Linked DNA regions of Sus scrofa: regions 1, 2 and 3 are each linked to region 4. A link is a contact called in public HiChIP or PLAC-seq and promoter capture Hi-C data. All regions are on one chromosome and are shown on one strand. Each heading gives the region's core, a stretch centred on a gene start, on an enhancer-like site or on the middle of the called end of the contact. The rest is flanking DNA. Distances are from core to core; before and after follow the strand shown.

Evidence for each region. Promoter capture Hi-C pulls out the DNA fragments that hold promoters and counts their contacts. HiChIP or PLAC-seq counts read pairs in DNA pulled down with a chosen protein or histone mark.
Region 1: a contact with region 4 is called in an H3K27ac HiChIP or PLAC-seq map of skeletal muscle, with 7 times the contacts expected there. The contact joins the promoter of NAP1L1 here to the promoter of KRR1 in region 4. A contact is called at or near these places in 2 of 5 promoter capture datasets (fetal liver and liver), 1 of 47 Hi-C or Micro-C datasets (heart right ventricle) and 2 of 2 datasets of contacts at active chromatin or transcription factors (alveolar macrophages and skeletal muscle).
Region 2: a promoter capture Hi-C map of liver shows a contact between it and region 4, with 10 times the contacts expected there. The contact joins the promoter of OSBPL8 here to the promoter of KRR1 in region 4. A contact is called at or near these places in 1 of 5 promoter capture datasets (liver), 2 of 47 Hi-C or Micro-C datasets (embryonic fibroblasts and heart right ventricle) and 1 of 2 datasets of contacts at active chromatin or transcription factors (alveolar macrophages).
Region 3: a promoter capture Hi-C map of liver shows a contact between it and region 4, with 19 times the contacts expected there. The contact joins the promoter of BBS10 here to the promoter of KRR1 in region 4. A contact is called at or near these places in 3 of 5 promoter capture datasets (fetal liver, fetal skeletal muscle and liver), 15 of 47 Hi-C or Micro-C datasets (alveolar macrophages, embryonic fibroblasts, fetal heart ventricle and 10 more) and 2 of 2 datasets of contacts at active chromatin or transcription factors (alveolar macrophages and skeletal muscle).

What each region holds. Positions count from the first base shown.
Region 1 is chr5:39,362,362-39,365,061 of Sscrofa11.1, forward strand. NAP1L1 (nucleosome assembly protein 1 like 1) reads right to left here and starts at 1,290. Exons shown (of 16, transcript NM_001244316.1): 1 at 1,193-1,290.
Region 2 is chr5:39,743,326-39,746,025 of Sscrofa11.1, forward strand. OSBPL8 (oxysterol-binding protein-related protein 8) reads right to left here and starts at 1,323. Exons shown (of 23, transcript XM_005655647.3): 1 at 897-1,323.
Region 3 is chr5:39,565,049-39,567,748 of Sscrofa11.1, forward strand. It overlaps BBS10 (Bardet-Biedl syndrome 10 protein), which reads right to left and starts at 1,302. Exons shown (of 2, transcript XM_003481665.4): 1 at 1,032-1,302; 2 at 1-601. The coding sequence starts at 1,216.
Region 4 is chr5:38,820,375-38,823,074 of Sscrofa11.1, forward strand. KRR1 (KRR1 small subunit processome component homolog) reads right to left here and starts at 1,408. Exons shown (of 10, transcript XM_003126388.4): 1 at 1,255-1,408. The coding sequence starts at 1,321.

The DNA of each region.
Region 1 (2,700 bases), core at 40-2,539, 540 kb after region 4:
TACAAACATGGCTCAACATTTATACTAACACCTCATTCCAGCCTCCACCATAATCCTACTCACCTTAAAAACACTCTTATAATGGGAACTTCAATAAATGAACTAATTTGTAGGAAAGCAACAGAAGTCCTAGAAGAATTAAAAACTTTGAAGGCCAAGTTTTTTACTTCCATTTAGAAATGCTCAGGATTAGACTGATTAGGATCAACTCCTCAAATAAAAAACCCTGGTTCAAATTCTAACTTGTACTTGAGATATACAAAAGAATCTTTTGTCAATAACAGCTAACGTAAGCGCTTTACATGCATTAATTCTTTATTAATTCTTTAAAATCGTAGCAGTCCAGGCCCAGCCTCATCCATCAGGTAACATTCACACTTTGCTACCAATAAAGGTTAAGACCAAAGGGAAGTAAGAAAGAGTCTGAAACCCAAGAGGTGGACTTATTGGCTCACTATTCATTTTTACATCCCACCATCTCCACAACTTTATGGACAACCAGAAAGAGGTTTCCAATCTGGCCAGGCCACGGCCACGGCCACGTGTCGAGGGAACCCGCCGGGGGTTTTCCCCTCCCCGGCCCGTTGCCGCCTCCAGTGGGCGTGGAGCCCAGGAGCCCCGCCGCCTCCCCGCCCCGGGGCCTGGTCCCCTCACAGCCCCTCCCTCCCATCGGAATTCGCAGCCTCTGCAGCTCTTTCCATCCCCCAGCGGCCTCCCTCCGGGGATTATTTTTGCGTAAGCGGGGGCGTGGAGACAGCGGTGGGCTACACACAAGGGCCCGGCCCGTGCCCGAGGCTCCTCCCGGTCCCTGGCGGGGCGGCCGCCGCCTCCTCCAGGGCCCCGGGCGTCGCCGCGGCCTCGCACTCACCCGCGCGGGGAAGCCGGTGGAGCTCAGGGATCCTCCACACAGATCAGCACGACTCCCCCACCCCAACCCTCCCAGTCCGCTCGACTTCCGCGCCTCTCCCGATGTGGTCCCGAAAATATCGCCGACCGATGCCGCGGGCCCTCTCCCGCTGTGGGGTCGAAGATCCGCGGACGGCTCAGGCTCTGGCCTCACAAGACACCCCAGGAGGCCCCAGGCGGCTAGCGGCCCTGGATCGCGATCCCTCGTCCCTCCACCCCTTCCCTCCGCAAAGTCCACCCGGCCGGTTCTACGTTCCCCCTTCCCTTTCGGGCCCTCGTCCGTTACCGATGGCTAGCACGGGGAGCCAGGCGGCCGGAGCTGCGCAGGCAGTGACTCAGGGCGGCGGCGGGAGGCGGCGCCGTGAGCAGATGGCGCTAAAAAAGACCCAAGAGCCCGCCGCTTGCGCTCATATACAATTAGCGTCACCACGTAGGACCCGCTCCGCCGCCCTCCCCCTGGCCTCGCTGTCTCCTAGCAACGCGAGCGGGAGGCGGGCCCAGGGTGAGTTGCCTAGCAACAGAACCGTCCTTCTCCCCTAAGGCAACCTCCAAACAAACCCTCTGCGCTAGGCTTGGGTTCCTCCAGTTCCCGCCTCCGCCCCCTACACGCCTCCAGCAGTCTCTTTTCGCCCTGCTTTGCTGGAAAGGAACTTTCAACCCCTTTAGTTCCTGGGAAAGTCCCTCTTCTGCACGCCTAGTCCTCGGCCCACCTCGCCCCCCATGGCATGGTACCCGGAAGGGCGAGGGCGGGGACTAGCTAGCAGGTCCAGCCTGCCGCATCCTGACTGTGAGCACGCCGAAGTTCCCATCCCTGTCCCGGCCTAATTCCTGCAATTCCCGGGTCCCCGGTAACCATTTCCATTTTTAACCCTTGGAACAACATTTCTTTCCTCCTGACCACCTCAGTGGCGTCTGCTGCCGGTTTTGCCTCTAACTCAGTGGGTCTCCATGGCTTCCAAGGATGTTCGCATGCGTATCTCTCTTCATCCTTTTACCAGACTTGCAATACCTCATTTCTGCTTTAAGTTCTTTTGATGGATGAAAAGGGCATATTTGTGTATTGTCTGGATGCTTTGTAATAAGGACGCTGCTGTTTCATCTTTTTGAAAAAATAAATCCAATGTAAATCCTCAAGGCCTCTGAAACCTCATGGCTATTTTTCAGCTGAAGCTGGATAGACTAATATTAACTCTTAAAACAGTGGTTCTCGAAGTGTGGTCCTAGGGTTTCCAGACTCTTTCAAAGGGGAAGTCAAAGGTATTTCCACAATAATACTAAAATGTTAACTTCACTTGGCACTCGCGTTCTCTCATAAGTGTACACTGGAGTTTTCCAGAGGCTACATGACATGTGATATGGAAACGTTGAAAAAAGAAGCAAATATTAGAATCTAGTCGTCTGCTGTTCAACTAGACATTAAAGAGATTTGCGAAAGCCAAACAATGCCATTCTACTCATTTTTTTGTTTAGAAAAGTAGTTACTTTTCATATAAAAGATTGTTTATGTTAATATTTAATCAGTTTGTTGTTTAAAATGACATAATGAATACTCTTAAAATTTCTTAATTTTTTGAGGTATTGATTTACAGTATTGTGTTAATTTCTGCTGTACAGCCGGGTGATTCAGTTTTTTATATATATGTGTGTATATGTTTTATATATATATATTCAGTTTTATATATATATACACACACACTTTTTTCAATGTTCCTTTTCCATTATGGTTTATCATAGGAAATTGACTATAGTCCTCTGTGCTATACAGTGGGACCTTGTTGATTATCCCCTCCATGT
Region 2 (2,700 bases), core at 73-2,572, 920 kb after region 4:
GGTGCATTCGATTATCATTTAGAAGTCATTTAAGTCTTCCAGCATCAGAAAGGAAAAAAATCTCATTAAATTACTTAAATATGCTTATATCATTAGTTGGCTAAGTTTTCCCATCTAAGTAGGAGCCTAAGATACCCATTATCTCAAGCAGCATTTTGACAAAATGAAATTAGGAATGGTCCCCAACCGCAGACGTTTCTCATAAAGAAGAATGTTAAATGACTTTTGTAAATGGAAAATCTGCATATACTGCTGCTGCGCCTCGGCCAGTCTTGAGTCGGTGGCTCCATGAACCAAAAACATGCTCTTTGTGAAGCTCCTTGGAATCTTAAGGAACGGCTCAAAAGCAATCATTAAATATAAAAGTCCAGCAAAGGCTTCGCCTTCCTCCTACGCTACATAAGGCCACAGGAACTGAGGTTTAGAGGAACATCACCGTGTCACTCGGCTCTGCAAGGCCGGGTGCGGTCTGCGGTGCGCGGCACAGCCTCCTCTGGGGCTGTCACAGGAAAACGGGAGCCTCGCCTTAACTGCACCAAGTGACAAAGCGCCAGCTCTCCCCGGCGCTGGGGCTTCCGGCAAGACCCCGCGGTCCGCCCAGTCAAACTTCGGGAGGAAGCAGACAGTCAAAAAGCTCCTACCAGCCCCCAGCCCCTGCCACGGCTTTGTAAGGTTGCAGACGCACCTACCGCGGGCCCCAAAACACTACATCCCCGCCAGCCTCTGGAATTCCCCACTCCAAAAGCGGACAAAGGAGCCAAAGAAAAACTCCCCGGCGCAGGGTGCCTGGAGTCGCCGCCAGGCCGAGCTCAGAACGTGGGAGGGCAGGGGGTGCAAGTCGCCCGTAGGGGAGCGAACCTGTCACATCCCAATTCACCGACCCGCGCGACACTCACCGATGCGGAGTCCTCGGAGAGGCGGGGCGCAGGTGGCCGGTTCCTCTAGGGCCCTGCACGCGTCCAATCGGACCCCAACTTCTCTCAGCCGCTGTCGCCGGCGGCAGCTGAGACGCGAGCCCACAGCAAGGGCGCTGTCTCGCCGCCACTGAGGCACTGCCTGCTTCGCCCTCGAAGGGGGAGGGAACTCCGGCCCCGCGGTCTACTCGCCCAGGCGGGCCCTCACCTTCCCTCCGCCTGCCGGCTATTGACGGCGGCTGCGGCCGCGGCGAAATCTAACACTGCCGCCGATGCGGCTGCCGCTATCACCCGCGCCTGGCCAGGAAAGCGTCGCGGCCTAATGCTGTCATCATCGGCCGAGTCGCCGCCTCTCTGGGCACCTAGAGCGGCCAAGGTCCTTCGATTTCGAGCGCCCTCCCCTCCCGACCCCGCCCCCCGGCTCCGCCCCCCGACCTCGGCTACAGGGCTCGGACCACACCCCTTTTCCGTCATGTGACGACGCGGGGAGAAAGAGGCGAAGACCCCTCCCCTACCGGGCGGGCGTCAGCCGCGCGGGCGCAACTGTCAACACTCCACCCTGGTGGAGTCTTGTCGCCGCTGAACCGCTTCCGCACACTCGAGGGCGGTCTAGGGAGGCGAATCCACCGCCGCCCTCCCGGAGCTTACAGGGGCGAGGCCTTCGGGACCGGTTGTGCAGGGCACTACCCATTCTGAGGAGACTGCAGAACAGAGCTCGGGGTAGGGCCCTGGGCCCCACGCCCATCCTGAGGCCCCAGCGTGAGGCCCGCCTCCCCAGTTTGGGTTTGGCTAAACTTTCAGCCAAACAAAGGAACACAGAAGGCATCTTGGTGTCTGGCTTGGAAAGCCATAACTACTTGTTCCCGTTTCCGGTAGCACGTTAATTGTGGCATTTAGTGTACTGTTTTCTTCAGTAGAGGTTTTTATTTTTGAGGAAAGGTTGGTGCATTTCCTTCACGCTAGGATGAAAATAACCTAGCAAACTTATTTTTGTTCCTAGTCCTGTTCAAGATCCTTCATGCCAGCTTTACAGTGTGATAGGTTGATGGCGGTTTACACAGATACACAGGAATTTGACAGTTTATTCTATTTTTAAAGTGAAGCCTACTTCTTGATTTTTTTCAGGTACTTTAACTTTTGGACATACCTTTTGCCTTCCGTTTTAACTGTGGTTGAAGGAACTTTCCCCCCAACCTGTTAATAAGAGGAAAAGAGCAAAAGGCTGGACACCAAAAGAAGGACAATGACAATACAAAAATAAGGGAAGTGCAAAAGCAGAAAGATCATAAACTCTACTAACAATGAAGGCACATGAGAAAGCTTTCTGTAATATCCAAACAGTTTGTAACTCATTTTTCCTTTTATCTAAGTTTTCTCTCTTAAGCGATTCTTATTTCATTTTCTTAAGACCTCGAAAAGCATTTTGATCAGCTGGATAGTTTGAAATGAATAAGCAATAGCGTTTGGCTTATGTAATCTCTTTACAAAGGTATTTCGTAGAAACTCTAAACAATCATGGACTTTAAGACTCACCATTATTTCATATTACCCAAGAAAGGAAAAGAAATACTGCCAATTAAACTATGCCTTGCTACTGATTTTTTAAAGACATATCTTGAACCCAGAGATGTTAAAATGTGAAAAACAATGAGTCTTAGAATCTATGAGATTGTAATGAATTGGTGTTCCAATGAGGAAGATTCTATAGGTTCTGTTCTGAAGTCTGGGAGATAGTACTTGTAGTTCAAATAAATATGAGGGAAGTTTATTATTCTGTGATTGACAC
Region 3 (2,700 bases), core at 52-2,551, 740 kb after region 4:
AATGGTTTCAGTTACTATCACTATTCTTATGTCACCATCTGCTGGACAGTATACAGAAAAGTCTCTGTGAAGCACAAGCCCAGCTATGATCCTGGAATCGGAAACAGGAAGGCCGGTGACACCAACTTTCAACTCAACAAAACAGTCATCGACTAACTCAAATACTTCTTCAAATTCACTTTCACAGGACATACAGTTGAAAAAGTAGTCACACATCAACTGTGAAATAAAGGTGTGATTATTTCTTCCCACTCTTCCACAAAAAAATGCTTCTAAGAGCATCTCTAAAGAACTTCTACACAATGTTCTCTTTTTAGTGGATGAAGAAAAGATGGACAAAAAGTGTCTACTTAAGTAATGATCCATAACATAGTCTAATACTTGTGTCTGAAATGTTAGAAGAGCTTGGGAAATAAATTTCCACTGACAACAATTTTTCCAATGCCTTCCATGGGTTTGAATATTTTTGAAAAATAAAGAATCCTTTTCTTTGTCTGTGATTGCATGGAATTCTCTGAGTAAGTGGCAAAGAAAGATAATAAATGTTTTAGCACCATCTCCTGTTTTTCTTAGATGACTGGAAACACATGCCACCATCATCCTGTACAAAAAAAGAAATAAAGCAACTCAGATTTTCAGAAGGCTGCCTCCCTACATCTGAATAACAGTTGAAATCTTGTTTTTACAGCTACAGGCATAAAATGAGAATACTGTCCCTTTGATATACTTAGTTTTCCTTTTTTCCTTTTTTAGGTTGCTTTGTTCTATTTCAAGATTCTAGGGTTGGGTCGAGCTGGAGGGAAAGCAGTGAGAAATGTTCTCGGCAGCTGTTAAGATCTTAAGTCTGGGAATGTTTTCTTGAGCAACGCTCAAACGCTGAGGGTACAGTGGTCTCATTTAAGGTCAGTTTTTTCAGGAGCATAACCTCAGGGACAAGAAGTTCAGGGAGATGGCCTGGAATGCCCATCTATGGGCTGGAGTGTGGGACGTGAGTACCTGATTACGAGATGCTCTAACCGGCTGGAGCGTACCTGGCTATGGGATGCTCTAAATGCAGCGCCTTCAGGAGGAGGCCTCCGTCCCGGCTGAGCAGCACCTCGCCAGTGGGCTTCGTACACAGAATCTGCCGCCCTTCGGGCCCCAAGCAGCAGCTCACGATGGTTTCTAACACTTCGGCCACCTGCAATGCCGCCCTCACAGAACCCACAACAGCCATAGCCTTTCAGGTTCCGGCGGCTCCAGGTCGCCGGAGCGGAACCCGGACACATCCAGGAGGGAGCTGAGCGGGGTGCAGCCGGAAGCGGAAGGGGCGGGGAGGAGGCCGGAAGTCATGGCCGGGCGGCCTCTGGGTTGGGCGAGCGTCCATTTTTTCGCCAGCTCTGCGGTAAAGACCCGCGTTTCTCCCGGTAGGAGCTATCGTCGGTAGCGCGCGAGGTCAGAGAAGAGGTCGGGACTTTAGAGCTGGCTGGAGAGAAAGCCGCAGGCCCTTCCCTAGCTCCCTACGTGAATTCATTCTCCAGAGGCTGCAGCTGCCACCTGTTCCCTCCGTTTCCCAGGAAACTTCCTCTCAAGGACTCGACACGGTCCTTGAGGGGCTGGGCTCTGCAGCTAGAACTCTGCTCGTTCCCAACTCCCGACAAAAGTTGTTTGGTAACAAAACCTCTGCCTTGGACTAGCGCATACCATGTCCACACACTCCATCAGCGGTTCTTTACTGATGCAAGACAGATGGGGAGGGCCTGGCCACAGTCAGGAGCTGCAGGCATTCAGAAGGGGGCTTTACCACATTACCTGGGCTTAGGTATCACTATGAAACCCTAGTTACCACAATTTACTTTTTCTTTAGCAGAAGTGTTGTATGTGAAGACTTAGCCACATTGGTAATCAATAATATGCTTTAAAAACGCATTGACCCAAGATGCCTGGACACAATTCGACGACAGGAAAAAAAAAAAAAATCCTGTTGAGCAGAAAGAACATACCGTTTCGCATACTAAGATACACCTTCTCTCTTAAGGATGAAATAGTTAAGAACATGGGCTTGAGATTTAGACCTGGGTTTGCTGTGCCATTTACTCATCTGTGACATTCTTTTGTGTCCACTTCTCAAAAAAAATGGTGATATGTAAAACTCAAAGTTTTGAGGAGGGCGAGAATGTTTACAAAGCATTCTTTTTGTTTTTGTTTGGTGTCTCAAATATTAACAGTATGTTCAACAAACTGCTGTGCCGTGCCATCACTGAAGGGGTTCACTATCTCCGTAAGAAAGGGATGTTTTTTAAGGTGCAAAAGGGTCGATTATCATAACACAGGACACCTATTAGAGTGTGGTCAATATTATTAAGAAAATTATTTACACTATAGATGTTTCATTGAGATTGAACAGTGAGGATCTGTTTTCCCTACCTCTTATTCCCATACATAGGACAGGAGAAACCTCCCCTTTTCCCTAATAAGACAGAACCAACTGACTATTAACCAGGAGCAACCAGATCCTGAGGAGAGCAAATGTGGGAGGGGAGGATAATGGATGAAAAGAGGAAAACTAGAGAGGAGTGATTTCTTGGAACCTGTGTGATATTGACTCATAGACTAGTAGATAATTTGAGGGGTTTTGTACATAAGCTTGTGTAATAGCAAGGTTCTTTTTTTCTTACACATTACAAATGAGTTACTCAGTACACAGATTTGATCAGTGTG
Region 4 (2,700 bases), core at 158-2,657:
TTCACATAAAATTCAAAAACAGGCAAAATTAAAACATCCTGTGCATAAGTAGTGAAGATTATAAAGAAAGGGAACAGAATAATTGACATGATTCACAATGGTTACTTTGGGTCCCTAAAGAGATATCTGAGAGTTGTAAGCAGGGGATTTTGAGGGTAAGGTAATGCTCTATTTTACTTTATGGTCTGTTTTGTTTCACTTGTTGGTTTTATTCTGTAAACTGTACACGTACTATCCCCTTTGCTATATACTTTACTTACTTAAGACAGCAACAACAAAACACCTTTAGTATTTCCTTAATGCCAAAGGAATGAGAGTTCAAAGTTTTTAACCAATAAGACTAGTTGAGCAGGCTATTTCTCTGGAATAGAGAGAAAGGAATAGAAGATATATTTCTTCTATTCATACTGAAGAAAATAGAAAAACAAAACTACAAAGCAAGAGAAAAGTTTAAAAATTATGCAGTCAGGAGCTGTGTTGGCAAATGCTTTAGCAACCTGACAAACAAAAATAATGATAAGCTTTCCAAAGTGTCTTTCCTAGCTGACAAACTAGTGCTAAGGACAATGGCAGCTACCTTCCATCACTACGTCTGTCTCAGTCCTTCATTATCACTCTATCACTTGTTCACTTTACAAAAAGATCTCCCAGAGTTGCCCTTGTGGCTCAGGAGGTTACCCTAACATAGTAGGTTAGCCCAACATAGTGTCCGTGGGGATGCGTGTTCAATCCCTGGCCCCATTCAGTGGGTAAAGGAATCAGGTGTTGCCCAGACTGCTGTGTAGGCCGACAGCTACAGCTCGGATTCAACCCCTAGCCGGGGAATGCCATACGACGCACGTGCAGTAGTAAAAAAGAAAAAAATAAAAACAAAGCAAAACAAAATGACCTCCTACCCCTGCCTCATCCCATCCCTCATTCTGTCAACGACTTCCAGCCAACGCTGCGAGTGTTAAGAGTCCAAACTCCCTCCTCAATTTCGTACTTAATACTCCTATTTTCACACCCTCTTACAAAAAAAAAAAACCGCATTCTGCAATATCTCTACTTTGGAGACTTCTAGCAAAAGCAATTAGTTAGGAACACGTTGCCGGCACCTTACTGGTCTTCCAGAAAGTCTGCCAACAATCCCAACTGGGAGCAATTACCGGTATTCAACTTCAAAGAACAGACTGAAGGCGGAGTTACACGTTTCTAGCCAGTGAAAGACAAAAAACCCACAAATCCCGGGCTTTTGTCCTCACACAACCTCACCTCGATTCTCTGGCTTCGGCTTCTGACGACGAACTGCAGCCGGAGCATTCTGCTGGGAGGACGCCATCTTCAAACTGCTTCCGGCGATACCTGGAAGCGAGTCCTTTCTTAAGTCCTACCAGCTAAAACCCCCGTACTCAAAATGAGTTCCGCAGAACGCAAACGAGGAGATCTGCGCAGTCTCCATGTGTGCACTGCATGCTGGGAATTGTAGTTTAACAGTGTGGGCGAGTCGGAGAGGGTTTTATCCACGGTTTTCTCGTAGCCTCAGGGTGTAACCCGGAACTCGGGACTCCAGGCTTTAGGCAGAGTGCAACCTAAATATCATTGATATCACTCATCCTTCTATAACTATTTATATGACCATCAAATATGTGTTAGGCGTGGAGAGGTGGTAGACGTGAGAATGCAAGGTCCTTGAAGTTAAGAAATGACAGTAATAGTTACCATTTGAGACTACCTTGTGTTGGGCACTTTATTTGCATTATTTCTAATCCTTGAAACAAAAGCAGAGTTAAAACTCTAAGATTGCTTTTTTGTTTGTTTTTGTTTTTTGTTTTAATTAGTTTTTCCAAGTCACTGTTTCTGATGGTCACTTTCTAAGGTCGTGCTATTTCTCTTTCTAAGCCGCAGGGATGGAAACTAAGCGATGCTTCTGAAGTTTTCACCTAGTCTAAGATTTCCTCAAATGACTAACTCCTGTCTATTTTAACATTGCACATAGCTGGCGTCAAGATGTGGGGCTGGAGTTCCCATCGTGGCTCAGTGGTTAAGGAATCCAACCCTGGCCTCACTCAGTGCGTTGAGGATCCCAGGTTGCAGTGAGCTGCGGTGTGGGTTGTAGACAGCTCGGATCCCGGTTGCTGTGGCCCTAGCATAGGCCGGTGGCTACAGCTCTGATTAAACCCCTAGCCTGGGAACCTCCATACGCCCCTGGTGCAGCCCTAGAAAAGACTAGGGGAAAAAAAAAAAAAAAAAGATGCGAGGCTCACCAGAGCTATACATTTTTACACTTCTAGGAAACTAAAAATTCTTAAGCTAAAGGTAAGACTTCTTTTGATGATTGCCATTTAAAAATTTTCTGCAACACAAATAGGGAAATTGATAGTTGAATTCCTTGTATTAGTGAAACAGGAAATGTTTATCCCAAATTCATCTTCGCATATCTTCTGTAAAAGACTTTCCTTTATGAAGTACTTGTATAAAACAGTTCCGTGAAAGGTACTGTGAAGCCAAACTGACTAGTTTGCCAACTACTGGCTATACAGCCTTCAGCAAATTTCTTACTTACTCTGCAAAGAAGAGTTCCTGCAATAGAGAGAATAAGAGGAATTCAGTGACTTTACACATATGAAAAGCTTACCAAAAAATATTTTGTATGTGGTACACATTCAAAAGTTGTTAGGTATTATTTCTCTATAATGGCGAAAAAGTAAAATCATCTTA